2 separate regions of the Pan troglodytes genome follow, and region 2 is linked to region 1. A link is a contact called in public Hi-C data. All regions are on one chromosome and are shown on one strand. Each heading gives the region's core, a stretch centred on a gene start, on an enhancer-like site or on the middle of the called end of the contact. The rest is flanking DNA. Distances are from core to core; before and after follow the strand shown.

The links. A called contact is a pair of places that touch in the nucleus more often than the background predicts.
Region 2: a Hi-C map of stem cell-derived neural progenitor cells shows a contact between it and region 1, with 4 times the contacts expected there. The contact joins the enhancer-like site here to the promoter of SESN3 in region 1. A contact is called at or near these places in 2 of 7 Hi-C or Micro-C datasets (blood and stem cell-derived neural progenitor cells) and 1 of 1 datasets of contacts at active chromatin or transcription factors (stem cell-derived excitatory neurons).

What each region holds. Positions count from the first base shown.
Region 1 is chr9:97,342,858-97,346,777 of NHGRI_mPanTro3-v2.0_pri, reverse strand. SESN3 (sestrin 3) reads left to right here and starts at 2,294. Exons shown (of 11, transcript NM_001280335.1): 1 at 2,294-2,664.
Region 2 is chr9:97,818,413-97,822,332 of NHGRI_mPanTro3-v2.0_pri, reverse strand. No RefSeq gene overlaps it. Among named protein-coding and RNA genes, the nearest start is that of FAM76B, 74 kb to the left of the region's middle. Within about 2 kb of position 2,057, at least 4 of the 24 cell types and tissues checked have an H3K27ac peak or open chromatin away from gene starts, as enhancers often do. A contact at or near this core is called in stem cell-derived neural progenitor cells, where this site is marked.

The sequences.
Region 1 (3,920 bases), core at 1,045-3,544:
CTTCCCTATCAGTTGAGCTAGGAGCCAAGGATACAAAGTAAACGTTACTCTATCCCTGCCTTCAAGGGGTTTGAAGTCTAATGAGAAAACAGGAGTTAAACCTATCATTTCCCTAGTGAGCTTTTTGGTAAAGAAGAGGTATAGAGGGGCACTATGGATGCTTGGACAAGTGCTTGATTCGGGAAGTGTTTCAACAGAAGATATTCACCAGGCAGAAGGAAGAAGGGAAAGGGATTAAGGTAGAGGTAGGTGGAATACTGATGGGCCTTATGCAGAATGATAGCTTTCAAATGATTGCTCTCACCTGTGTTCTTATTCAAATCTTTCCACAAAATATTATAGCAAGTTGCACCATGAGCCTTAAGACATATGTATACCCTTTTACTCAGAAATTCCAGGCCTAGGAATCAGAGATGCTGCCAGAAACTTAAGTATGAGGAAGTTTATTTTGTTATTTACAATCATGAAAAATCTGAAACAACCCACATATTAAACAATAGCATAAGGATTAAGTAAGTTATGGTACATCCAAGCCATGTGATTTTATGGATTCTTTGCTTAAAAAAATTACACTTTAAAAGAATAATCCAAAACAAGCAACATGATTATGAGATAACAGTTTTGAAATGATGTACAATGTTTAATGAAGTATCATCCTAATTTTGTAATAAAAAATTAAAAAGTAGTTATCAACATTGGTTGTAATTTTCACTCATATCCTACTTTTCTAAAGTTCTTTCTTGTTTTAAACATACCAGACAACAAAAGGGGTGGAGTTTCTCCTTGTTCTATGTGCAATAAAAAGAACTGGCTTTTGTTTCTTTTCCTCTTAAGTGTGATCCTGGGTTTGAAATAAAATTCCCTTTATAATATTCAGGCTGGCCAAGAAAGGAAGGAAGGTCAGGTGAAGAATGGAAGAGAAAGGAGATGTCCAGAAACTGAACATTTCCATGAGAGAGGAGAATAACTATGATGGGAATGAGGGTGTGAGGACAGATCAGAAAGGGTGGCTGCTGTGTTAAGAATAAGGTACTGGCATTGAGTAGTTGAGGGCAGAACATAAACACATACATAATGGTTCACTGTAAGAAATGTCACAATGTAATACATGATTAACTTCCAAATAAATAGCACTACAGACAATACATATTATAATAGTTTGGAGGAATTTGGTGCAGAGAGCCATCATATGGTCAGATACATGTATGTGACCATGTATTATTGAAGATATTCATCTACTAAAATCTTCCTTTAGCGATCTTTGTTAGAGGGTGTTATTGTATAGGACTAGATTCTCTCGGCTTTCCTTTCTGGAGGATTTAGTTACTGAAGAAATTAAAGGAACTCATTTCGAAAGGATTTTAGCTGTCAAGTGAAAAAAGAAAAGAAAAGGTTATAAGAAGAATGTGCTAGAAAACAATATGAATTTAAAATTCTATTTGAGAAAATTCAATCTGCACAAAAATTCACTTCATCCTTCAATTTCTCCTTTCCTTTAAAATATACTCAAATAAAATCTGCTTTAAAAGCCAGAACCAGCCAGGAATATAGCCCAAGAAATTTACCACTAAATGGGGACACATATGTGTTTCTTAGAAAAACTGTGCCTTGCTGACTTTCTCCCTGCATTTCTTGGTTCTCTGCATCGAAGGGCATGTGGTAATTCCCTCCTTTTCTGAATTTACTTGCTTTTACAGTTTCTTCTAACTGAATCTTAAGCACCTTCCCCACACCATTCATTGCTCTTTAGTTATATATGTCTACACAGCATCAAGCGACCTTTAGCTAACACTGGCTAAATAGATCAACACCTTTACCCAACTACATAACTTAGACCCTTTTGGGGTTTTCTACTCTATTTTGATCTATTTAAACCTGATACTAGCAGATTTCCATTACCTTTGTTTCTTGTGTAGACTTGGTTTATATGTGTTGGTCTCTAAAAAGGGACAGAGAGGAGACAGCTGTTGAGAAATGAGAATGGCAGTTTTAACCGCACAAATTGGTCTAATAGCTTTGATATGCTAAACTTGCTAGCTCCTCCAAGTGTACCTTTCCGATTTTGCATAACACCACCCTGAATCCCTAAGGAAACCAGGGTTGTTTTTTTTTTTTTTAATTAAAAAGAAAAGAAAGAAATGCAAACCAGTGAAACCGTTCTTTTAAATCATCTCCACATAGATTTCATTCTACGAACTTCAGGCCTTCACAAATCCTGGTACGCTGGAGACCTTTAAAAAAGGAGAAGCCGAGAATACTGATTAGGTTCTAAAAATCGAAAACAGGTGATGTCATAATGCACAGTCCTGTGGCCACGGCCATGGCCGGGTGGGGAGCTGGGCTCCAGTGAGCACAGAGCTCCTTGCCAGTAGGCGATGCAAGTTATCTCTGGGGCCCGGAGGACACGAGTGAGGACCGGGCACCAATCAGGTTCTCGCTCTGCGCCGGCCTTTGTTCTCACTCTGGAGCAGGTTGCGGGCGTCTAGCATCGGGAACCCGCATTCGACTCGGACGCGCATTGCTAGCCCCTTCGGGAGACCTGGCTCCCCTACCCGTCTGTCCCCCCACACTCGGTCAGCCTGCGCTTTCCCCAGTCAAGTCTGCCTTCTCTCCGCAGAACGTGGACGCTAAAACCCTGACTTACCATTTTAAGCTTTAGAAGAGGTAGGTTTGTCCCAATAGTTTTAAACGGCAATTTGTTCTCTGAACCTTCCTTTCTGAGCAGGGCGCTGTGCTCTGCATGTATCCGAACAGCTGCCTCAGGAAGGTCTTTTGGGTGAGAAAACAAGCCCCTTTGGCCTTTTAGTGCTGGACAAGTAAATGAACTTACATCTCTAAGATAACTGCTAGAAGGTGCTTCACAAACAAGAGGAAACCGCTAAACCAGAGGTTTTGTGTCTCTCCCCTCAAACTCGATTACTTGCGTAAATATATATATAACTCAGACATTTATCCCCTATCCGCCTCCCAAGCCTCAAGTAACTGAAATCTTTGCAAAACAAGGTTCACAATAAATGATGCGTAAAGTTCTTTGAGATCCCTGGATACAAAGTGCTACATAACTGCAGTCTTCTTTACAGCTAAAGTTAGATTTTGGTGGAGAGAAAGCCTAACCACTGCCCTGAAGGAAGGAACATTTAATCCTCCCACTCCCCTCCCCCTTTCTCGAGAGATCAGGAAATATTTAGCTCAATCTTAGACTCTCTAGCGAGCTCTAGCTCCCAACTATTTATCTCATTCTCCTCACCACTTCTGCAGGGACCTGGAGAAGGGGGCGTAGCTTATCTTGGGGGTGGGGCTTGGAGGGCAGTATATTTGCATATGACACACCCTCGTCCTCTTATTGGCAGAGGAGAGCAAACTGTTCCCTGCTACCCTACTACTTAGCTAACCGCCATCTCCCTTCAGTTCCGAGCCTCGGAGATAAACTTAACTTGCCCGGAGATTCAAGGCTTCCTCGGCCCCTGCGATTGGCCGGCGCGACTCCCAGTCGGGCTCTCGTTGCTCATTGGCTGCGGGCTAGCGCCCTGGGGGCGTAGCCGGAGCTGTCCGATTGGCGGGAGGGGCGGTACCGGAGCGTGGAGGTGGTGAAGGTGGTGGGGCGGCGGAGGCGGGGCCGCACTGAGGCGCTGCGGCGGCGGCGGTGGCGGTGGCAGCGGTGGCGGCTGCTCGTCCTAGCCTGGCGGGGGCGGGGGTCTGGAAGATGGGGGCGGGTGGAACAACGGGCCGGTGAGGAGCAGCCGCCGCCGTCTCCGCCGTCGCTGGGGCAGCTGCCGCGGTGGTCGCCTCTGGCAGTGCCGCTAGCTTTCAGGCAGTCGCCTCTCCTCCCGACATCCCGCCTTGAGGAGGCTGAGGCGGAATCGCGGCTGGCGGCGGGGGGACGGACCGGCCCTGCAGTGGCCGCAGTGACAGCCCGGACC
Region 2 (3,920 bases), core at 808-3,307, 480 kb before region 1:
ATAACCATTACAGCATATTTATATTTCTTTAAGTTGTACTTTGCAGGTTAAAACTCTTCTTGTTTATGGGGACAATCCCCACCTGATTAAGATAGAAGAAAACGCATGAGATCCTTAGCAATGTTTTTGAATTTTAATTAATTAATTAATTTATTTATTTTTATTTTTTTGAGACAGAGTCTCGCTCTGTTGCCCAGGCTAGAGTGCAGTGGCATGATCTCGGCTCACTGCAACCTCTGTCTCTTGGGTTCAAGCGATTTTCCTGCCTCAGCCTCCCAAGTAGCTGGGATTACAAGCATGTGCCACCACTCCTGGCTAACTTTTTTTTTTTTTGTATTTTTTTTAGTAGAGACAGGGTTTCACCATGTTGACCAGGCTGGTCTCGAACTCCTGACCTCAGATAATCTGCCCGCCTCGGCCTTCCAAAGTGCTAGGATTATAGTCGTGAGCCACTGCGCCTGGCTGTTTTTTAATTTTTAATTTTATTTTTCTTCTATAGACCCAGGAACTTGAGTTAGCAGTGTTAGGTAATCTGCAAACAAAATGATTTTTGTAGTCAAAGTACCTGGGTTTTTTTCAATTTCTTTTTAAAATATATTGATGCTAACACCCTAAACCCACAAGGATGGGAATTTTTGTTGTTGTTCTTTTTATTGCAGCATCCTGGTCATTTAGAGCAGTGCCTGACACATGATATAAACCCCAGAAGTTTTGTTGAATAAATGAAGGAATGAACAATCTTGTTTAAGTAGACTAATACAAGACAATCTACGCTCTGCCTCTCTAGTATATCTGAGAATGTCTTGTAGGTATTCTCAGGAGTTCTGAGAAAAGATGTTTTTGAGAGACTTCTATGTATCTTGCATTATGTTGGGCTCTTGGGATTTTGTGGTTAACAAGTTAGTCATGCTCCCTGCCATGAAATGAGCATATAGTTTAGTGGGGAAAAGAAAGACTTAAAAAGTGAATATAAGAGGGATGGTTTTTATGGGGAAAAAAAAAAAAAACAAAACGTACAGAGAGTGGAGCAATGTGAGCACTGTAGGAGACCCAGCATGTGAACAGAGGCAGCATTCTGAAAGCAAGTCTCAGAGAACATGAAAACATCTTGAAAACATCTTAAAAACAGAAACAACAAAAATTTCAAATGAAAGGTATTATCAGCAAAGGCCTTGTGATTAATTAGCTGCTCTATCTCTTTCCTGGGGTACAAAGTGAGGAGGACAATTGTCTCAGTGGTTCTGACGTGTGTATGACCCTGAGATGCAGTTAAGGAATCAAGCCTGAATAGGTCAGCAAGCCACTTGTTCTAAAATTCTTCTTGGGAGGAAACATCTGTCTCTCTTTCAGGATGCCAGCCATCACATGGGTCTTTCAACATTAGCATATTTTTCAGCCATCTGCAGTGGTTGCCTCCCTCCCACACAAGCTTAGTCACTGCACACAAACACACCTTTGTCCAAACTTCAGTACCAGGCTTTACAATGAAAGTCTCTGTGGCATATCCGTGGAACCACATTTCCCAAGAGTGCTGCATAGCTATTTTACTTGCAATGCATTTATCACTTTTTAGCTCATTTGAATGCATGGGAAAACACAGAAGACTGTTGTTGTAGGTGGTGGTGTTTTATGGTTGTTATTGTTTTTCCTTAAAGTCATAGGATAAAAGAAAGCTTGAAATATCATTTGGTTTCACTTCCTACTAGGCAATTAGGTAGACCCACTCTTAAATAAAACCTCTAATTTAGTATCCTCTCATTTTCAACTCACCTACAGTGATGAAGGTCTACAGGGTCCCTATGTTAAATTATTCTAGCGTTAATAAACCTTATTTTTGAAAATTTCTTTTACTTTTAGCTAAAGTATCTTCCATCGTCTCTGGAGGTAAATGTTAAGTTTCAGTTGTAGAACTACATCAGCTTATGATATAGTTAAGAGCAAAGGTCTTGGAATCAGGCAAATGTAAGTTCAAATTTGACCTCTGCTTCTGATGAACTGTGTGATTTGAGACAATTATATGACATTTTGCATACCAGTTTCATTTTCTTCATCTGTAAACTGAAGAAACTAACACTCATATCAAGAGAATGTCTGTGACCATGATATTGACCCAGTTTCTCCCCCGTAATGAGTATTTGATATATAGTGGTTATCATTATTGTAATGTTTAAAGTATCTAATAATAATATTGGGAGGAGGAACCATGAATGTTTTGGATTTGTTCCCTTCACAGCCCTTAGTGCCATGGATATGGTAGGTACTCAGGATTTGTGTATAAATGATTAACAAAAAAGTAAGATAGTAAGAGTAAGGAGCAACCTGCTCTTCTATTAACTAGCTTCATGCCGGGGTAAATCATTTACACTTCCTGAATCTTAGTTTCCTCATCTGCAAACTGGTAGTTTTATAAATGCAAAACTGGTAGTTTTGCACTTGGATATTTATGATGAGTATTTAATTTGTTCTTTCAGGTCTCCAGAGAAGGAAGTTCTTTGGGCAAAATTTTTGAGTTTAAGAATTATTTCTTAATGATAATCTGATTTTTCAAAGCTTTCAGGTATTCTCAGCAAACTAGCGCAGGAACAGAAAACCAAACACTGCATCTTCTCACTCATAAGTGAGGGTTGAAAAACGAGAACACATGGACACTGAGAGGGGAACATCACACACTGGGGCCTGTCAGGCAGTAGTGGGCAAGGGAACGGAAAGCATTAGAACAAATACCTAATGCATACGGGGCTTAAAACCTAGATGATGCGTTGACAGGTGCAGCAAACCATCATGGCACATGTATACCTATGTAACAAACCTGCACATTCTGCACATGTATCCCAGAACTTAGAGTAAAAAAAAAAGTTTTTTGAGAAGAGATATCAGAAATATTGTCATATTTTCTTGATTAGAATCGAGATAAAAAGAAGTAAATGTTGAGTGTCTGCTCCCTTTGATATTATCTTATGGACAGCATAGGACCAGGATTGAATCCTGATGACCACACTGGAAGAAGAAGTGGAAAATGAGGTGAAGGAGCCCAATTCTAGAACAATTCAATTTCATTTGTTATTCTGGTGATTAATGTCTTCAGCTTTATACCTGGAGTGTTTCCAAAGCTTTTCAGTAGATGCTCACCTTGACTCTGCCCAGTATTCTCAACCTCAGCTAAATAAAACTAGTTTTTGACAGCTAAAGAAATGGAACTTGTAAAACGTGGACATAATTCTACTTAAAGAGACAATGATAAACCCATACTTACATTCATTTAACTGTATTGATTTTTTTCTCAGAATTTAAGTGGGTTGAGGCAAAGAGGTATGTGACAGGGAGGAAGGGGAAAATCTTCTGGGGCACTTATATACTCTTTAGAGTTTCTTTCTATACCTAACTCTTCTCTGGGGTGCTGAGGGTTCCAAAATAAATATTAATTACATCACAAAATTCTAAGAAGATGAATTTTTTTTTGTCAGGTTCACCAATGGTCACTTTGGATTCCCAAAGAACACAGTAAACTTTAATTAGGTGATTAAACCATTAGGTGAAAAAGGAGTATTTCAGTATTAGAATAATCTTCTCATCTGATTCCCCAATCAACAAGCCATATGGAATCAACATACCAATATTGACTCTAATACATATTAGTCAGAATATAAAGTTGAAAGAGGTAAGTAAGACTACCTCCCTCGGTGTGTATGTGGACTTACAGAACCTAGTTATATGGTGGTATTATACAATGGAATTACGTCACATTTATTCATTTTTGATGGGCAGGTGGCATTCCTTAGGCTTTTGAGTAGACTACATTGTAATGTGGGAAAATCGTTTGTCTAACTTCATTAATTGACAGCACCAATGAGAATACAATTCAGGTTGGTTGGTACAGTTTCACAGTTTTGCTCTATTAATGCTGGAATCATATCTTTATA